Linked DNA regions of Nomascus leucogenys: region 1 is linked to region 2. The links are chromatin contacts, called in public Hi-C maps. All regions are on one chromosome and are shown on one strand. Each heading gives the region's core, a stretch centred on a gene start, on an enhancer-like site or on the middle of the called end of the contact. The rest is flanking DNA. Distances are from core to core; before and after follow the strand shown.

Evidence for each region. Hi-C and Micro-C count contacts between places; a contact is called where the count stands out from the background.
Region 1: a Hi-C map of a lymphoblastoid cell line shows a contact between it and region 2, with 5 times the contacts expected there. The contact joins the promoter of RPS14 here to the enhancer-like site in region 2. A contact is called at or near these places in 2 of 4 Hi-C or Micro-C datasets (both in a lymphoblastoid cell line).

The regions. Positions count from the first base shown.
Region 1 is chr2:28,230,627-28,233,326 of Asia_NLE_v1, forward strand. RPS14 (40S ribosomal protein S14) reads left to right here and starts at 1,331. Exons shown (of 5, transcript XM_003266643.4): 1 at 1,331-1,399.
Region 2 is chr2:28,159,590-28,162,289 of Asia_NLE_v1, forward strand. The region is part of intron 2 of NDST1 (bifunctional heparan sulfate N-deacetylase/N-sulfotransferase 1); the gene reads right to left. Among named protein-coding and RNA genes, the nearest start is that of NDST1, 34 kb to the right of the region's middle. Within about 2 kb of position 1,317, the one cell type or tissue checked has an H3K27ac peak away from gene starts, as active enhancers do. A contact at or near this core is called in a lymphoblastoid cell line, where this site is marked.

The DNA of each region.
Region 1 (2,700 bases), core at 81-2,580, 71 kb after region 2:
TCCGTCTCGAAAAAAAAAAAGAAGGTATGTTGAGTTTTTCAGTTTAGCAGAGTGAATTTTTTTTTTTTTTTGAGACAGGGTCTCGCTGTGTCACCCAGGCTGGAGCCACAGGATATATTAATATATAAAAAATATATTTATAATATTTATATAGTATGTAATACAAAAATACTATATTCCATATAAATATTACATATAGTATATAGATAAAATGTATCTACTGCTTACCTAGCTCTGTGAGGTACACTTCTTGGCCTTTCCCCACAGGTCGGACACATTCTCCCAAACCTTCAAGGTCCTTCAATATTGTTATTAGAGGCTAGGCATGGTGGCTCACGCCTGTAATCCTAGCACTTTGGGAGGCCGAGGCAGGTGGGTCACGAGGTCAGAAAATCGAGACCACCCTAGTCAACACGGTAAAACCCCGTCTCTACTAAAAATACAAAAAAAAAAAAAATTTGCCGGGCGTGCTGGCGCACGCCTGTAGTCCCAGCCACTCGGGAGGCTGAGGCAGGAGAATCGCTTGAACCTGGGAGGCAGAGGTTGCGGTCAGCCGAGATTGCGCCACTGCACTCCAGCCTTGGCTACAGAACAAGATTCAGTCCAAATATATACATGTATATTGTTATTAGAGGGTTATGTGGAAGTAGCTATTAAACACATGGGCTTTGAAGCTAGAATTCCAAACCCGTCTGCAAAGGTGTGCTCTCAGTTAACATCCTTTATCTGTAAGAGGGAAATCAAAACTATTTGATAAGTTCTTGAGGAGTAAATTAAGCAATGCATATAAACTGTTTAGCCCAGACCGGTCTGAAAATACATATTGAATAATTTATTCTTATTGTGCCCATTATGTAATATGCCAAAGTAAGTGATTACGGTGGGTTTTCCCCGACTATGTTGCCTAGGCTGGCCTCGAACTACTCGGCTGAAGCGATCCTTAGCCACCTGAGCAACTGGGACCACAGCCTGGCGCCACCCTAGCTTTAATTAAGGCCGTTTTGTTGTTGTTATTCCCCTGCTCCACACAAGGGGCGCTGCCGCTCCGAGGCTGCCAGGGCGGGAGTCAGGATGGCGGAAGTCTGTCTAGCCACGGCCACCGCCATCATGGAATACAGGCCCACCTCACCCCGCGGGTGTAGCCGCTTCGTACTGTCGCTTAGGCAGACCCGCTCGCAGCGACAACCAGCCCTCTGCCTCTTTTCGCTCTCCCTTAAGTAATAAACCGTCTTTCCCTTTGACTAGTCTTAAACTCTTTGGAAGCAACAATGCCGGCGTCTTCCGGGAGCCGACCTCGCCCCATGAGCTCAGAGGTATACTTCCGGGACACGGAAGTGACCCGTCGCTCCGCCCTCGCCCACTCTCTCTTTCCGGTGTGGAGTCTGGAGACGACGTGCAGGTAGGAGGCCCGGGCGCGACAATCGGGGGCCATCCTGCGGCAGGGGGACCCTGTGGGGCTTGGGACGAGAGACGGGCGTCTTTCCGTGGGAACCGAGCTAGGTGCCGGGCAAGAGACGCGCGGCTGGCCCACCTGGATCCTGGCCAGCTCGGGATTGAGTTCGCGCCTGGTCTCAGAAGGCCCGTTTTGCTTCAGGGAGGAGCTTGTGAAGTAAGGGTGAGTGCGGGTCCAGCCTTTTAAGGCCTCGTTCCCGCAATACGGCCACGGCAGCGTTTGAGCTGCACAGCGTGGTTGAGGGAACCTGGGACAGACGTGGGCTCCCGCCTCTACCTCGCCAAACTTTTCTTGGTGATCGCAGGCTCGCTCCTACTCTTCGTTTGTTTCCTCGTCTGCAAAATAGGAATAACAATAGCACCGATCCCGTAGGTTTGTAGTGATCATTCAAAGAAGGAAAGCAGGGAAAACTCTCGCACTACGTTGGATGCTTCTAAATCTGAGCGATTCTTTCCGTTGCTGAGTCGGGCACGTTGCAAGCTCTGGGCGCTCAGGGCCCAGCACCAATGTTTGCTGTGCGCTTGCCCTGCGTTTATATACCCCTGATGACCACTCTGCTCGTTACTTTAGGGGATCTTAGGAACGGAGAAACTCAAATTGGCATTTACTAAATGGCCATCATGCCGAAACATACTCATGCTTACATAGTTGAGATATGCTGGAGCCTTTCTATGCTTCTCGAGGCAGAACTATGGGCTTCTCTCGTGTGGCGCGTTCCTTAAGTAGTTAACGCACTGGGTCGTGCTCATTGGTCTGATTTGAAGATAGGAACAGTTAACTTCGTACACCCAAGACTTACACTTGAAGTACTTACTGTGGTTACACACTAACTAAAGTTTGTATAGGGAAGGCACAGGAGAGATCTAGGAACACCTGAGACAGACTAGGGTAGTTATTTGTGGTGTGGAGGCATCTTGGCAGGAGGCAGAGAGTGCTGGGCTGGGAGTCAGGACACGTTTCTAGGTTTGGTTTTGCCACTGTCTTTACTGTGACCATAGGCTGAGACACTCTCTATCTTCACCATCTGCAGGATACCGATTAGTGTTAGTGTCTTCTGAAAATGTTAAATTGTTCTGAACACCAGGAGGTTCAGAAGGCTTGGGGCTTTTTAGGCAGGAAGCAGTCTTACCCTAGCCTTCCACTTTCTCATTCATTCTCACCCGCCTTCCTCCTGTCAGTTTCTCCCTCCCTTAGATCCTGTGACAGTATGATTGCACTTATAAGGCCATAATAGGTTGAGTTATTTG
Region 2 (2,700 bases), core at 67-2,566:
TCCGCCTCCCCAGTTTAAGTGATTCTCCTGCCTCAGCCTCCTGAGTAGCTGGGATTACAGGCATGCACCACCATGCCCGTAGAGATGGGGTTTCTCCATGTTGATCAGGCTGGACTTGAACTCCTGACCTCAGGTGATTCACCCGCGTTGGCCTCCCAAAGTGCTGGGATTATAGGCATGAACCACCACGCCTGGCCCCCAAGGAGCAACTATCAGTCACAGCAGCTCAAAGCTAGAAGGAGAGTTGCCCAGGTCTAGATGGAAGGTGTAAGAGCCAGGGCTAAAGAGGCCAGCGGGGAATTCAAGGCTTGGGCCCAGCCTCGAGGGTAAAGATCTTTGAAATCCCTTCCAGCCCCAAGACTATATGATGTGCTCAGCATGGGTACAGCATGCTCCAGACTCAACAGCTGCACTTCCAGGAATTTATCCTAGAGGCATTACTGCAAAAGTGTGTAAAGATTTTTCCACAAGAACACAAATCCTAGTGCTGCTTATAACAGCAAATCCCAAACAATGGGAGATTGTATTTAGGAATTATAACACAAGGGTCGGGCGTGGTGGCTCATGCCTGTAATCCCAGAACTTTGGGAGGCCGAGGTGGGCGGATGACTTGAGGTCAGGAGTTCAAGACCAGCCTGGGCAACATGGTGAAACCTCATCTCTACTAAAAATACAAAAATTAGTCGGGCGTGGTGACACACACCTGTAGTCCCAGCTACCCAGGAGGCTGAGGCAGGGGAATCACTTGAACCTGGGAGGCGGAGGGTGCAGTGAGCTGAGATCACGTCACTGCACTCCAGCCTGGGTGATAAAGCGAGACTCCATCTAAAAAAAAAAAAAGAAATTATAATACAGGCATATGATGAAATCCTAGGCAGCCATTTACAATATGTTGAAGAAGGACATGTACTGACATAGAAATATAATTACCATATGTATTGTCAAAGTCAAAAACATTTATAAAAGTTTGTACGTGTGGTCACAATTTTGTTAAAATATTTTTGTGCATAGGCTAGAAACTGGTGCTAAATGCAAAAAAAAAAAAAAACATTAACAGTGATTATCTCTGGGTGATTTTTATTTCCGCTTTTTGTTTGTGAAATGAGGAAGTGACTGGGACAACAGGTCTGGTCTCAGCTCTGCCATGATGCACTGTGTGGCTCCCTCTGGGCTTCCTACATGTTAGAAGGGGGTTGGGGCAGGTGATCTCTGGGGGCTCCTTCACCTCTGATATTCTACATTTCTGTGCCAGTACCCTGAGGAACCAGAGGCAGCCAAGAAAATGGGCATCTGCAATGCAGGGGGACAAGTGTGACAGACAGGGATGGGAGGGGTGTTTTGGAGAACTGAGGGGTCCTTAACTCTTCTGGCAGGGGGAAGGAGGGGACAGGGAAGGCTTCCTGGAGGAAGGGTACCTAAGCTGACCAGAACAAAAAGTAAGGGTTGGGCAGGGGTAGATGGAGGAAATGGCACATACCACAGTTTGGAGATAAGAGCATGTGTGGCACTTTCCAGGGACTCCATGCAATTCTAGCTGAGAGCAGGGCAAGAAGGAGGAGGTGTCCTGGGCAGAGCCAGGAAGGCTGGGGTGACTGGTCCTGTTTACACTCAAGGTACCCAGGTATCCCATTTACCACTGATAAGGGCAGCCTGTGGCCGAAGCCCAGCCCCACCCCTTGGCCTAGGGCCAGGACAGAAGCACAGTGGATAGGAGGTGGGGATGCCCTGATGGCGTCCTGCCCACGTTGGCCACCCAATCCCATGGAAGCGGAGGAGAGCAGCCACCAGCCACTCCTCACAGGCTTGAGTGCTGTGGTCAGTGACCCTCTGTCAGATTAACAACCTTTCAGAGTGTGAATGATGCAGCTCAGAGTCTCAGGAATGTGGGAGCCACGAACCCCTGTGGGAATCTGACATTTTTCAGACATAAAAAATATGCACATTAAAAAAATGCACATGGTTGCCAGAGGTTGGGGGTTGACAGTATGAATCAGCAGAGCAAAGAGAATTTTTTTGGCAGTGAAACTACAGTGTATGAGACAACGATGGTGGATACATGTCATTATATATTTGTCCAAACCCACAGAATGCATACTACCAGGGGTGAACCCGAAAGTAAACTATGGACTCTGGGTGATAATGCTGTGTCAATGCAGGGTCATCTGTTCTAACAAATTTACCACTCTGGGTTGGGCACAGTGGCTCACACCTGTAGTCCCCTGACCCTGGGAGGTCAAGGCAGGAGGATCACTTAAGGCCAGGAGTTCAAGACCAGCCTGGGCAATATAGCAAGACCCCCATCTCTACAAAAAAAAAAAAAAAAAAAATGAGCCAGGTGTCAGGGCATGTGCCTGTAGACCCAGCTACTCAGGAAGCTGAGGCAGGAGGATCACTTGGGCCCATGAGGTCAAGGCTACAGTGGCCATAATTGTGCCACTGTATTCCAGCCTGAGCGACAGAGCTAGACTCCATCTCAAAAAAAAAAAAAAAAAGTACCACTCTGGTGGGGGATGTTGATAATGGGGGAAGCTGTGCGTGTGTGCAGGGGAAGAAGGCATATGGGAAATCTCTGTATCTTCCTTTCAATTTTGCTGTGAATGTAAAACTAAAAATCTAAACAATAAAGCCATACACACACACACACACACACACGCTAGAAAATGTCATAATGGTGTGGTGGCTCACGCCTGTCATCCCAGC